Regions from separate parts of the Gossypium hirsutum genome. Here region 2 is linked to region 1. Evidence: chromatin contacts called from public Hi-C data. All regions are on one chromosome and are shown on one strand. Each heading gives the region's core, a stretch centred on a gene start, on an enhancer-like site or on the middle of the called end of the contact. The rest is flanking DNA. Distances are from core to core; before and after follow the strand shown.

Evidence for each region. A called contact is a pair of places that touch in the nucleus more often than the background predicts.
Region 2: a Hi-C map of leaf shows a contact between it and region 1, with 1.8 times the contacts expected there. The contact joins the promoter of LOC107901981 here to the enhancer-like site in region 1. A contact is called at or near these places in 14 of 34 Hi-C or Micro-C datasets (callus, fibers, leaf and 2 more).

Annotation. Positions count from the first base shown.
Region 1 is chrA01:64,069,373-64,077,244 of Gossypium_hirsutum_v2.1, forward strand. It overlaps the pseudogene LOC107901979. Among protein-coding and RNA genes, the nearest start is that of LOC107901980, 6.5 kb to the right of the region's middle. Within about 2 kb of position 4,854, at least 1 of the 9 cell types and tissues checked has an H3K27ac peak or open chromatin away from gene starts, as enhancers often do.
Region 2 is chrA01:64,128,619-64,136,490 of Gossypium_hirsutum_v2.1, forward strand. LOC107901981 (AP-1 complex subunit gamma-2) reads left to right here and starts at 2,933. Exons shown (of 18, transcript XM_016828175.2): 1 at 2,933-3,392; 2 at 4,744-5,046; 3 at 5,220-5,361; 4 at 6,070-6,243; 5 at 6,744-6,923; 6 at 7,513-7,667; 7 at 7,767-7,857. The coding sequence starts at 3,361.

The DNA.
Region 1 (7,872 bases), core at 3,604-6,103:
TTTAGCACAAAGTGAGATTGTAGGTCCTTTTGATTGCTTCAGTAATTCTCAAGTTTTAGGATGGTTGTCCAGACTTTTCTAAGTTTGTATTATGTCTCTTGGCGTTGAGTTCTTCAACGATTAATCTATATGGCACATGATTTCTGTGATTATCTTCATTTTTCGATCTTGGTCTCTCATAACCTTAAGCATATGTATTGTGGGACCCATAGTTTTTACCTTTCACCTCAAGTTGGTTAGACTTTCCAATCAACATTCTAAACTGGGTCATATACAGTTACATAGTCCACCCAAACTAGTAGATTGAATCTCTTTAGTGATATATTTGCCTGTATACTCTGCTTTCAATTTAAACTTTCAGTTTATATCAAAACCACTGACCCACCTTGGGAAATCATATGAGACGTTGTGAGTACACACTTTGGCATCAAGTTACTTAATATGCTCCTGCATGATAAGTTATAGTTCCTAAAGAAATGACCTACTAATTGTAGTTTTAAAATAAGCCAACTTATTCGAACCATGTAGAATTTGTACTCATGTGCTAGCTGGGACCCTAGCTTCAGGTTGACACTAAACAACGATTCGTGATCTTCAAAATGTGCTTTTAGCTTTGCAACTAAGTGTTTAGTTGTGCAATCTTCTTTTTGTCCAAAGTATATTAATTGCACTTCAAATAAGCTATTACTGATGCTCCTATGAAATGTTAAAAATAAGGCCACGTTGAAATGCTTTTGGAAGTTGGTCTTAGTAGAATTTCTAACCGTGACTGCTAATTGTAATTTCTCTTTCAAGTGCATGTCTCCATACAAGTCGTTCTTTATTTGATCCTTGAGATTTTATGCCAGCTTTCTTCTCTTCCTATGTCATCCATATAGCATTCTACTGCCTCTTATGAAGGTTCAACAAATTTTGCAGACGTAGAGGTTCCAGTCGCATGTATCATACTGATAGGCTTGTTTGCCCTTCAACATTATGGCACACACAGGGTTGGTTTTCTGTTTGCACCTGTGGTTCTAGTATGGCTTCTTTGCATCAGTGCCATTGGATTATATAACATCACTCACTGGAATCCTCATGTGTATCAAGCTCTGTCTCCATATTACATGTACAAATTTTTTAGGAAAACCCAGAGAGGAGGTTGGATGTCTCTGGGTGGTATTTTATTGTGTATAACAGGTCAGTGTGTGTGGTTTTGGTTATATGTTTATTTGTGTGTATTGCTACCATTTTGGAATAAAAAGATTGATTATAAGTTTATTTACATTTTCATTGTTCAGGTTCAGAGGCTATGTTTGCGGATCTTGGACATTTCTCACAATTGTCAATAAAGGTATATATGCTTAGTTCATGGTTAAGGATTTCTTCTTTACACTAAGTCAGCATTTAGATCTATAAATAGGCGGGCTGGGTCAATTTTGGGTTTAGATCATTTTGAGTTCATATGATTTAGGGTTTAAATATCTCTAGATTCAAGGCATTTTGGGCTTGGATAATTTGGGTTGGACACTTAGGTTATTTGAATTTGGGTCTTTTCAAATTCAGATTATTGAGTTTTAAAATAAAATCAAATTTAATTTAAAATCTGATCAAGTTAGATAATATTAGAATTTAATTCAAAGGTAAAAGGGAAAAACACTATATTTAAAAATACATCTAAACATTTTAATTGATATTCTTTAAATTATAGTTGATTTTCTAATATGATTGGAAAAAAAAATATATACGTTTTTACATTTTTTGGAACTAAACCGTTTTACTTAATGTTTCCTTGTAGTCATTCGTTTGCTTTTAATCAAATTCAACAAAGTTATCTCAATTTTCAATTTCTATACCAAAGAGATTTGAACTTCAAAGTCAAACTTCAAAAAATCAGCGTTTAGGATTAGAATTGACAAGTCTAGTTGCCATGGTAGGAGTTGTTGAGAAGAGCCAACTGTTCTGTCTCATGGATGATTAAACAAATATTTTGTTGCAAGTTGTTTGGACTATTGAATTATGATTTTGGTTGACAATGTCATCTTATTTACTTTTTACTTCGTGGTGTAGTTTTGACATTCAGGAGAAAACTACACATCTTCTAGGAAACACATGCAGGCATTTCAATTACCAACTGAGAATTTCATAACTCTTTTATGAAATTTTAGGCATCAGAAGCATTTAATGTTAGACAAAAGAATTTCTATAGTTGCATGCTTGCTGGTTATTGTTCTCTTTTGAATTATGCTGTGTTTAACAGCTTTTATCTAATGGGAATTCTCATTTCTGCAGATTGCTTTCACCTTTTTGGTTTATCCATCCTTAATTCTTGCATACATGGGGCAAGCTGCCTATCTATCTCAGCATCATATTATCGAAAGTGATTACAGAATTGGATTTTATGTATCTGTACCAGGTAGGTACCTTAGGTTGTTCTTGACAGTCTAATTTGGATGATAGGTGAGTTTTCAGCTAACTGCAACTATCAAAACGTTATCGCTTCAGAAAAGTTAAGATGGCCCGTTCTGGTTATAGCCATACTTGCCGCAGTAGTTGGAAGCCAAGCTATTATAACTGGAACGTTCTCCATCATCAAACAGTGCTCTTCCCTTGGTTGCTTCCCAAGAGTCAAAATAATCCACACATCATCCAAAATCCATGGTCAGATCTACATTCCTGAGATTAACTGGCTCCTGATGGTGTTATGCTTGGCAGTTACTGTTGGCTTTAGAGACACGAGGCGCATGGGTAATGCATCAGGTATGACAATCCACTCCATAAATGTGTTTGATTGGTTTTATAACTTGGGGCTTCAGAGCATCTTGTGTCTTAGCTTGGTATTCTAGCCTGAACCATGTCTTCATATTTGGAAACTGGAAACATATGGTCTTTCTTTTGGACCCACCAAAACCTGTACTTTATTGATAGATTGCATTTGGTATGTCTGAAAATTCCCCATGTACGATAGAGATCTAAACCACATCAGGCCAATTTGCAACAACATCAGTTCCTTTTCTCTCAGCATCTGCTTTTAAGAGTTGCATGGCATCCACTAAAGGAAATCCCATACTTCATTTAAGGGCTGGAGTTCATTAAATGGCAAGGGCAAGTCCTGGAGATAGAGAAGAAGGGAACAGATATGAGGTAGTAAGATTAGTGGAATTGGTTAAGCAAGGTAGCTTACCTCAAGGGTAGTTCCAGTAGATGGACATTCTAGTAAACAGGAAGTCCTAGCCTATCCTATTAAGCCGGTTCATCACCTTCATCTTTTGGTTTTCACTCCTTCAGGAGCACTGGTGAGGCCAACAAATCATAATCATAAAGAGTCTATTTTCTAGCAGCTATGGGTTAAATTCTTAATACCCATGCTAACTCTACTAACCACTAAAGTGCCAGCAACTTATAATAATTGCGAGCATCTATACTGGTGCAACATAGACAAGGATGTTTTCTGTTTCCAGCCATATATGTGGATTTGAGATCATGACATTGCCTATATACAAGACTGAAAGCAGAAATGGAAAACGATTCACCTCTTCCTAAATCTAAGGAAATTCTACATGGATTGGTCTTGATATAATTAAAGTTGCCTGAAAGTTTGGCACTAAATTATTGGTGTTTGAGGCAATAGGAGACAGGAGTAGGGAATTTGTTGCTTCATTTATTATTTTTATATTGAGAACCAATGTTACATATTTGATATCCGTCTTTCCTTGAAAACATATTCTGAATTATAAAACGTAAATTGGATACTCTTTTTGAATCTGCATTTGTACTAGTAATTTTGACTCTTCGTGTTTCTTGTTGGACAGGTTTGGCTGTTATAACTGTGATGCTGGTCACTACCTGCCTGATGTCTTTGGTAATTGTTTTATGCTGGCAAAAGAGTGTATTCTTGGCAATAGGCTTTGTTTTCTTTTTTGGCACAATCGAAGCACTCTACTTCACTGCTTCCCTCACCAAGTTCCTTGAAGGGGCCTGGGTTCCTATTGCCCTTGCTTTCATCTTCCTTATAATCATGTGTGTTTGGCACTATGGCACACTGAAAAAATATGAGTTCGATGTTCAAAACAAGGTATCCATCAACTGGCTACTTAGCTTGGGTCCCAGTCTAGGCATAGTACGGGTTCGTGGGATTGGACTTGTCCACACTGAGCTCGTATCTGGAATCCCTGCAATCTTCTCCCACTTTGTCACCAACCTTCCAGCCTTCCATCAGGTCCTAGTTTTTCTTTGCATCAAATCTGTCCCAGTTCCTCATGTTAAACCTGAGGAACGGTTTCTGATCGGTCATATTGGACCTAGGGAGTACAGGCTTTATAGGTGCATCGTACGATACGGGTATCGCGATGTTCATAAAGATGACATGGAGTTTGAGAAAGATCTTGTTTGCAGTATAGCGGAGTTTATACAGTCAGAAAGTGTTGCTCCTGGTAGTGTTAATGAAGATCTGGTGAAAGATGACGATAAAATGACAGTCGTCGGAACATGTTCTAGCCATACAGAAGGGGTTCAGATGAGGGAGGATGATGCAGACAAAATAGAGGCAGCTGGTCCATCAGAGTTGAAGGAGATATGGTCACCACCACCTGTAATAAAACTGAGAAAAAGAGTACGGTTTATTGTGCCAAAGAGCCCGGAGATAGATACTGGTGCAAGGGAAGAGTTGCAGGAACTTATGGAAGCTAGGGAAGCTGGGATAGCATACATACTAGGGCACTCATATGTCAAAGCCAAGCAAGGATCTAGCCTGATAAAGAAGCTTGTAATTAACTACGGGTATGAATTCTTGAGAAGAAACAGCCGACTATCAACCTATGCGTTAAGTGTACCCCATGCATCTACGTTGGAGGTGGGGATGATATATCATGTTTAATTTTCTTTTAATGGGATAATTTTGACCATAGAGAAACAGGGAAATGTATCATATACATATTCACAGTTATGCGCAAATAATATATGTGTATATAAGGTTTTGAGGAGAGGATGATCAATAATTCTCCTATTCAAAGCATTAAAAATAGTCGGTTTCAATTTGTAAAGAATTCAACCAATAACCAAGCCTAAATTTTGGCGGGAATCACAAATTCTCGGAGGCTGTATTATATCTACAGAGTTATTTGTGTTACACCCTTTACCCATCCCACCTCCGGTTGCAAAGTTTTTCTTTTAAGAATCTAATAATATTTCCCTTAAAACACATTTCAACCTTCAAGAAGTTTAATTTCATTTTTAAAAATCATTTTGGAATATTTCTTTGAGGCATAAAACGGGTTGCTAGTGGTTCAAACTGATAAAATATTTTGTATGGGTGCAAGGATTGCAAGTCTTGAGACTTGGACAACAAAGTATCGAGACTTAGCTAATAAGTCTGGGACTTGGGCTATAAATCTCGATACTTGTGTGCAAAATTGTAGATTTTAGACTTTGTGTGTAAAATTATAAATTTAATAGTGACATAACATCATATAAATTTCACTCATATTCACTTACTAGCTCATTTTTATGTCATACTTATCATTTTCCTTATCAAATTATTAACTTTGTTAACTTTGTTTTTGTCCACCAATTAAGTCAACTTTTCATTTAAATATTCACCAAAATACCATAAAAATTTATTTCACATTTTAGTCTAAAACCATAACACATTCATACTTATCTCTACTTTCATTTTCATTAAACTATTTCATTCACTTACGATAGTTTTTTAAGAACTTACCTCTCTTTAAATAATAATAAAAAAAGCACCAAAATCCTCTACTTAACTAATCCAATACTCCTCTTTCATGCTCAATCTCCATAACCCACAATTCGACTCTTTCTCTTTAAAACACATATTATACATAACACCTAATTATCATGTTCTTGAGAAACTTATGTAAAATAATCTTAAATATGACAAAATACATTTTCTTACTTTATTTTTTTACTTTTTCGTACTAACTCGGGCTTTCTCTCTCTATATCATGGAAATTCACTCTTTCCATGAAGAAGATGACGATGGAACTAGGCTTAGAAATGTGTGCTCTACAAGCTTTTAACAAGAAAATGACTTGGGTAGTGTAAACTTTGGATGAAATGTGAGAAAATATGAGAAAGATGAGAAGAGAAAACTTTCTTCTCTTTTAAGGAAGGTGGACGACACGAAGGGGGAAAAAATCAAATGAGGAGAGAAGACATTTCGTCTTTCCTTTCTTTTATTCAAAAGAATTGTCAAAGTCAAAGCACAAAAAAAAAATCAAATGAGTGGCCCACTCTTTTTTATGATTTTTAAAGTCCAAAATCTATGGCCAATAATTTTTTTATTTCATCTTTACACATACGAAATAAATTTTAAAATTTCCGATATAAAATTCTCAAAATGTCCAAAGTATCCTTTAATGGAGAAATTGCACCTTTAGTCCCTTTCTTTTATCACTTAGCTTTATTATATCGAATATGTCATTTCATTAAATCCCCAAATAACTTCATAAAGGTTCATAACAATATACAACCATGTAAAAATTGCTTTTTAATCCTTTCTAAGCTAAAAATGGAAATTTTGAAATTTAATCCCTATACTTTTCATTTCATTCAATTTAGCCTTTTTTCCCACAATTTCACACTAAACTTTACTTCATTGATTTTTGACTTCAAATCAATTTAATTTATTAAGAATTCGCTTTATTAGTCTCGTTGTCCAAATCAATTTAAAATATAATTTTTTTAAAAAAGACACGTTAATAATATTTATAAAATTAAATTTATATTTTTCAAATATAATGAGAGTTAATTACATGCATTGATTAAAGTAAAGCAAAGATCAATATAAAATTACAAAAAAAAAGAATATATAAAAGAAATTTTAAAGAATGTATAAGAGCATATATATGAAAACTTTAAATTCTGAGATAATTGTTTGAGTTTCAAAATTCTTCCTTTTTTTAGTTATATTTAATGTTTGCCAAATTAATCAATAATTTACAACTCAAACTGAATTAATTTTTTGCAATGATGCATAAAGCATTGAAAGGTAAAATAATATAAGAAGCTAAAATGAAAATCATAGTCACGCATAATGTTTATTTACTTAAAATTTCAATATATTTATACATCTCCCAACTCATTGTTGAGATTGTTGGGATATTTGAGTAAGCCCAACTAAACTGTGATCTTTATTTCAGTTTTTAGCTTTTTGAGCAACAAACTTTGGGCGTTGTTTAGAAAAATTATTTTGAGGTAATATGTTCATAGTTTGTATTTCGTAGCTGTTACCGAGAAATTAAGCTTGATGATATTTAGCTAAGAACACGAGGGCCGTCATCGGTTCTCTTTGTTAGATATGATCAGATATCTACAAAATTATTTTTTAAAAATAAATTAGATAATTCGTTTAAAATGACAATTGTTAGGTTTACGTTAAAAATTAGAAAAAATTCAAATTTAAGAATCAACTATGCATTCTCGCCACATCCAAAATTAATACATTAAATCAATGTTGTCTTGGATTTTGAATATTATAAGTTTGAATTCACCCCTAAAATTAAATTCAACATGAATTTATTTAATTGAAAATTTGTGATGTAACATTTTTAATTTTATTAAAAAAGCAAAATTTTATTCACTCGAATTTGACAACATTTTATCACTGAGAACAAGTAACCAATAATTTTGAGGATTAATTACAAAATTGTATAACACATATTTATCACATGTATTTAAATAACAATTCCAAATAAAAATTCAAACTATTACCTACATATGATAATAAGCAACTTAAATAAATAATTATAATAATAAATCTAGGAACGAAACTAACATGTAAACCATTTCTCGAATAAAACTTAAAAGGACCCGCATGTCAACCTGCTTGGATCCATGTATTTTTCTTTTTTTGGAAAAAATGAGATAATT
Region 2 (7,872 bases), core at 1,683-4,182, 57 kb after region 1:
ATGCGAAAACCAAATTTGACTCTGATACCAATTTGTTAGGATAAACCCAAATTATGTGACGAACAAGAACGAATAGAGAAAAATTAGATACAAATATTTACGTGAAAAAACCTCCAAAGAGGATAAAAAAACCATGGGCAAAAGAAACTTTACTAGAATGGAAAAAATTGAAGAGGAGTACAAGATGGAGAAATAATAAACAAGCTCAAACCCAAAATACAAAGTTCTCCCGAAATTCTCACAAAGCTCTCTTAATTGTGTTGTTGAATCGAACTCTGTAGGGTTGCTAAAAGTCCTATTTATATGTTAAAATTCGTGTGAATATATGACTAAAATATCCCTAGAATAATCAGAGTTAGACTAGGAAAAGATAGTAAAGTTTAACTAGGAGAAGAAACCCAATTTAGTAGGGAACAAGTCGCCACGTCGTGACGTGGCATATTTCCTTGTCGGAATGTCATTCTTTCCATCGTCAAGACGTGACGATTCTTCTCGTCGGGACGTTGTTGTCGTGTCATCAGGATGTCAACTATTCTTTGTCATGATGTCAACTCTGTTTCCTCCAAAATACGACGCATGTTCCATATAAATTATTTTTTAAAATAACTTCAGAATTTTTTAGGATTTAAATAATATAAATTTTTTGTTATAACTTTATAAAATACACAAATTATATTATAATTTTTTTTGGCTATAACCATCCCAAACACTTATATGTGTTCATACTTATAATATAATTTTTATAAATTTTATAGAAATAGATTTTTAAAATTAGATTTGGGTATTATTATATGTGTAATTACTCCAATTTTAATCATCCCCTAAGAATTGAAAAGTGTAATTAGGTACTCCAATTACACCTAATTCGATGGAACCCATCAATTACAATGGTTATCCAAACATGTCACATTTGTGTAATTATAAGTAATTACATCCAAATCCAATTACTAGGTAGCTTTCTAAATAATACCTAATAATTTTTATTTTATTTACTTCAAAAATTCTAACTCGTATATTCTCAAATTAACACTATTATGAGTGGGTTTTAGAAATTTATGAAAAATACTTTTACAAATTAGTTAAATATTTTTAAAAATATTTTATAATTACAAATTATTAATTATTTTTTAGAAATTCATTAAATTAAAAAAAACTAATGTTATAAGAGTATTATAAATTTAATATATACAATCGATTCATGCATCGCAAATAAATACAAATAAATAGATTTATAAAAAGGTTTAAATACGCTAAAGGTCTTTATACTCTTTTGAAATTTAAAATTTAGTCCTTACAATTTCAAGACATGGAGTCCTTATACTTTTCTGATTTTAAAATCTTGATCCCGCCGTTCAATTTTGCTGTTAAAGCTAACAATGTCAAAGACAAAATAACTTTTTTAGCTCTCAACATTTACAATTTTTTTAGTCAATTTGGTTCTTACCCTTTAAAAGTACATAATTTTTTTTAAAAAATATTTTATTTTTCATATTTTACAAAAACATAACAATTAAAAAATTATATTTTAAAAAAAATAAAAAATAAATATAATCTTTTAAAAAATAAAAAAATATAATTTTTAAAAAAATTAAAAATTAAGAAAAAATAAAAATTCTTAAAAATTCAAAAAATAAAAATCATTTTAAAAATATAAACAAAAATTTAAAAATTCAATGTTATCTAAATTGGAGTGGGAACAGTTGGGGTATTGGTCCATTGAGAAATAAAAATTTGGTTCAGCTGTGAATTGCTACGAATTGGTTCAACTGTGTTAAAAAATCGATTTGATCGATTCAAAGCAAATAAATTATTAAAAATAAAATAAAAAAAATCAAAAATTATAAAAATTGGTTCAATTGATAGTTCAACTAATTTTTTTAGCCTCGTTCACCCAGTCCATACTAATTTACGGGTCAACCAGTATTTTTAACATTTTAAAACTTTTTTAGCTTCAACATTTACAGTTTTTTGTCAATTTGTTTCATACCCTTTAAAAATATGTAAATTTTTTTTAAAAAAATTTAAATATGTATTTCTTATTTTAACAAAAAAAATTAAATATAGTATAAAAAGAAAATATGAAAAAGAACTCTTTAAAATTCAAAACTAAAAATATTTGTAAAATTTAAAAAAATCTCAAAATTCAATGTTATCTAAACTAAACTGGATCGATTGGATTAAGAACCAGTTGAGGTATCGGTCCATGGTAAAAAAATTGGTTGATCTGTGAACCAATATGAATTGGTTGAATTGAGCTAAAGAATCAGTTGAACTGAAAGTTGAACAAATTTTTATATATTTTTAATATTTTTATTTTTGATGTTTTAATAATTTATTTTCTTTGAATCATTCAGGCCAGTTGTTTTGGGAACTAATTGGTCAAACTCGTTCAAAATTGGTTCAACTATTGGCTCAACTAGTCCGTATTGGTTCGTGGGTCAACCGATTTTTTAACTTATTTGGATCGATATCCCAACCGGTTCCCGATCCAATTGGCCGGTCTAATTTGGTTTAGATAACATTAAATTTTGGAATGTTTGTTTATATTTTTAAAGTCATTTTTATATTTTGAATTTTAAATATTTTAATTTTTTTCATATTTTTTAATTTTTTTAGAAACTATATTTTTTAATTTTTATATTTTTTTTATCTAAAATATGAAAATAAATTAATTTTTAAAATTTTAATGTACTTTTAAAGGATAATGATCAAATTGATAAAAAAATTCTAAATGTTAAGGGCTAAAAGAGTTATTTTACCTTTAGCACCATTAACTTTAATGGTGAAGTTAGGGAGAAGACCAAGACTTTTAGATAAAAAATACAAGGTCTCAATGTCTCAAAATTAAAATGTAGAGACAAAATTTTAAATTTTAATAGGGTACAGGGGGCATTAGCATATTTAAGCCTTTATAAAAATATGACAATTAAATCTACGAATATGGTTTTGATATAATTGGGCTGAGGTTTTGGATCTTAAAAGGCCGAGTTCAAATAAAAATAAAAATCACGACATTTTTTTTGATAATTTAGTTATCATTATTCTTTTTTTTTTTAAAAATTGTTTTACACAGACAAAAGAAGCAGGCAGCATTTTCATTGTCACTGGGAAAAAAAGAAGAAAATAAAAGGAGAACAGAGAGTTCGTTTTCTTTGTCGTTCAGATCCAAATCTCTGCCTGCTTTACTCTTCTTAGATCTCCGAATTCCAACTTTTGGATCTTCAACTGCAGATCTTAGATTTGAAAAGAAATTCGGTTTAATTCCGTGCAGCCGTAGTTCGTTGATTGATTTATTTGAAGCGTTTAATTGATTGGATCTGATTCGAGCTCTCTACGAAACTTTCAACCCTGGACCCAATCATGAATCCTTTCTCGTCCGGTACTCGTCTACGGTGAGCATCAATTCCTTCCGTTGCAATTTATTCTTTTTGTCCTCCCTTTTCCTTTTAATTTGAAGGTCAGATCAAGAACACGATGGTTTTTATTTGAATGTATTGGTTTTTCGATTAAAAGAGCTGGGCTTCTGTGCAATTTGTTTTGATTCCTTGATTGAAATTTATGGTGTTCGGTTGTAGTTAGTGCTACTTAAAAGATGATTGCGTCTGAACTTAGAGCCGAATGGAGTTTGTTAGGAATTTCGGTTTCATAATTCCATTTTTCAAGCTAGCTTGGCTTTGAATTAGTTGCAGTTATGGGTGAAAATGTAGAAATATTTGAAGTTATAGCATATTCATATAGTAATGGGTTTGACAATAGCTTGATCTATTGTTTTCATGAATATTGGTAATATCGAATGATGCGCCAAATACCATTGGTGCTTAAGGTACAAATTTCTAGAGAGGAAACGAAAACATCCACCAGTTTACTATCCATACTTCCTCAACTTCTTGCACCATAGATATGTAAGTTATACAGCATTTTGGGATATTTATATGATCTTGAACCTTTAAACATCAGTAATTAGTGGCAATTTAGATATAAAATATAGTCAATGTAGTCATGTACGTAAGTATCCTCCAATATGGTTACCAAAGGTACAATAAGAATATCCTGGTTGTACAGTTGTACTTGTAATTCTGGTGGTTATATGTTCAAACTGATTTGTAGCACTTATCACACTTTTAGGAAACTATCGCAAAGTTGAATTCTCTTTTTACTTTTCCTTGTGTAGGCTGCTAGGTGATTGTATCTGTTGCAATGTAACTGAATAGTTGTATCTTTCTCTATATAAATTTAGTATGATTAAACAAATTTGCAAATGATAACCTCCGTTCCCTGTTAGGGAATTCTAAGTCGGTTCTTTGCATTAGTTTACTGAATTTCATCCATATTTTATGGATATAAAGATCTCAACCTCCTTGTCTTTATTCATCAAATGATTTATATCCTGATATTCTTCCCATGCGTAGTTCAGTAGTGCGTTCCAGAAATTGTTGACAAGAACATTTTGGTATAAATTGCAAAATGGGATCTCTTAGTTATATGTAATTTTTTTGGGGAAAAGAAAAGAGGATCATGGATTTCTTGCTGGTTTTTAAGAACACTTTTGTTCTCCCTAAACAATTCAGGGACTAAGCTCCCCCCCCCCAAAACACCTTTTGCCCTGTTTGAAATAATCAAATTATTGACCACATATTTTGTATATTTTCTTCTCCAAGTTATATCAATGGATCTGAACGATTGACTTGACTTTAGTTTATATGCATATCAGTTGAAACTGTTGTACTTACTGCTCCAATGCAGGGACATGATACGGGCTATACGTTCTTGCAAAACTGCAGCAGAAGAACGTGCTGTTGTAAGGAAAGAGTGTGCTGCTATTCGTGCTGCTATTAGTGAAAATGATCAAGACTATAGGCACCGTAACCTGGCGAAGCTCATGTTCATTCACATGCTTGGATATCCAACTCATTTTGGCCAAATGGAGTGCCTGAAGTTGATTGCGTCTTCTGGATTTCCAGAGAAGAGGATTGGATATCTTGGTCTTATGTTGCTTCTTGATGAAAGACAAGAGGTTCTGATGTTGGTAACAAATTCATTAAAGCAGTATCCTACATGTAGACTTTCTCAAGCTTTATTTGTTCCCATTTCCTTTTCCCTTTTACCATTTCTTTTCTCTATGAATAACATTGTCCCTGATAGGCTGGTGTTACCAAGGGTAAAAATAAGAAAATGGAGAGATATGGTTTAGTTTTTCAGAAACCTTAACTTATATGCAGAGATCTCAATCATTCAAACCAGTATATTATAGGACTTGCTCTCTGTGCTTTGGGAAATATTTGTTCGGCTGAAATGGCCCGTGACCTTGCACCAGAAGTAGAAAGATTGCTGCAGTTTCGAGATCCAAATATCCGGAAGAAAGTAAGTGTGTTCTATTCTTTATTCAAGGGCCTGTTGGCCACTGATTTTTGTTTCAATGAGATTTAAAATAAAGGAGGAAAAGGGAGGCTGATTTCAGGATTTGTGAATTTAACAAGCTTAAAAATTGCTAATTATCCCTCTTAAAGGTACTTTCTTCCTCGTCCTTTCTTCTACGGGAGTTGGAAAGTTTTGATTTTTTTGTTGAGCTCTTCAAGTATCATGGTTTTGTTATTTATTTGTTTCCAATAATACCTTTGTAATCTTGTCAATGCAAAGGTTAAAAACATCCATGTGAATCCATGGTCCACATGCCACACGACTAAGACCTCAAAATGTATGTTTTAATTATGCAACCTTCATATGCCTGCTACTTCCATGAAATCCGGATCTTTCTCTGCCCATTTATCTTAAGCAGGAGAATTTGCTGCACATACTCATTCAAGGGAATGGCATCTGTTGACTGTTTCCAGCCATTCTCTGAAGGCATTTTGATGTACTAAATTGGTTCATAAACAACTACTTGTTATCCTGTTGGAGGATTAATTTGATCATACTGACTTTCTTTTCTTCTTTTCTTTCTGGCCATGCCAACTTGCATTTGTTCATGAATTCTCATCATGTGCATTATCTGATAATTTTTAGGTTGTCTTTTCTTGAGCGATCTGACTTCAATCTTTGACTCCTCTTGACTCTATCTGTTTTTTGTAGGCAGCATTGTGCTCCATACGGATCATAAAAAAAGTTCCAGACCTTGCTGAAAACTTTATAAATCCTGCTGCTTCACTCCTTAGAGAAAAGCATCATGGAGTCCTAATAACAGGAATTCAACTTTGTACCGATCTATGTAAAGTCAGTTCGGAAGCCCTTGAATATTTTAGAGAGGTAATTTGGTTATGGATTTATAAGAATATAGCTATAGCATCAGAAAGACAAACACTTCATTGAGCATATAAAAACATTTTCTAACCCTGCGAAAGAAAAAGCCATAATTAAGAAATTTTTGTAAATATTACTTCTTTCTTTTGCTTGTTTGGACCGTCTCTACTCTACCAGCAATCCTTTGTTCTGGTTTTGGCTGGAGAGTACTTACCATCGAAAGCATTGAAGAAAGGGATCAGGTTTACTAGTGTTATGTCCTAAACTGTTGGCTATCCTTTGGTTTTTGATACTAAGATGCTTCAGGTTAATTTTACAATTTGGTTTATAGGACTTACGAACTTGTTTTGGCCTTTAGGGTCATGCAAAAACAGGGTCCTTTTTTTGTATCATTTAAAGATTGAACTGAATCATATATGTGGACTTCAGTGGGAAGAAACTTGTCAAAAATGGATAATGCATCAACTTTCTAATTGTGATAATAGCTTCTTTTATCATCACTGCAGAAATGTACTGAAGGTTTGGTCAAAACTCTGAAGGATATGGCAAACAGTCCCTATGCTCCTGAGTATGACATTGCTGGCATTACAGATCCTTTCCTTCATATAAGATTGCTTAAGCTTCTGCGGATATTGGGCCAAGGAGATGCTGATGCTAGTGACTGTATGAATGACATACTTGCTCAGGTATGTTGTGGCTATCTCTATTTTTGTAATATTGTCAAATTCATGAAAGAAGTATTTAAGCATAATGCATATCCCTATATTGTTTCTCTCACCAATGATTAACTGCATTGAGGTTTTTGTTTTGATTTTCATTTTGACAACATTAAGTTCTTCATTTTCGGTATTTTTTTCTTTTGCGGTAAATTTCATGTGCATGCTCATTGTCTGTGGAACACTGAATTTTCTTATTAGATGTTTGTAAAGAAAATAGGAAAAAAAGATTGCTCTATTGAGGAATGATATTTCTCTTAAAAAACATGGTTTAAGATAGTACTGCATGATGAAAAAAATACAAGTTTTGTCCTTGGTAGAAAATAAACTGGGCATTCCTCAAATTTTGCTCCTTCACATGAGAAGTACCTTGATGAGATTGCTTGGAGCGTGTTAATTGAAAAGATTGTACTATTTGTAGTACAGTGGATATTGCTTTTAAAATCTCAATTCTGGAAAATGACTTGAAGCTAAACATTTAGAAAACTCCTTTCATGGGTCTTCAACAAGATTTCATTTCCTAATGAAGTTAAGGTTCTGTGGTCACATTTTTCTCTAGGTAGCAACAAAAATCGAGTCAAATAAAAACGCCGGAAATGCTATTCTTTATGAATGTGTTGGAACCATTATGAGCATTGAAGATAATGGTGGCTTACGTGTGCTTGCCATCAATATATTGGGAAGATTCTTGTCAAATCGTGACAACAATATCAGGTATTTTCTTTCAAATCTTATCTTGATTTTTCATGCCACTTTCTACACTTTCTTTGTTGCTTTACTATATTATGACACTGAGCCTTGCATGTTTTTCAGATATGTTGCATTAAATATGCTTATGAAGGCTATTACAGTGGATGCTCAAGCAGTGCAGAGACATAGGGCAACAATTTTGGAATGTGTAAAGGTTCGGCCTGAGGAT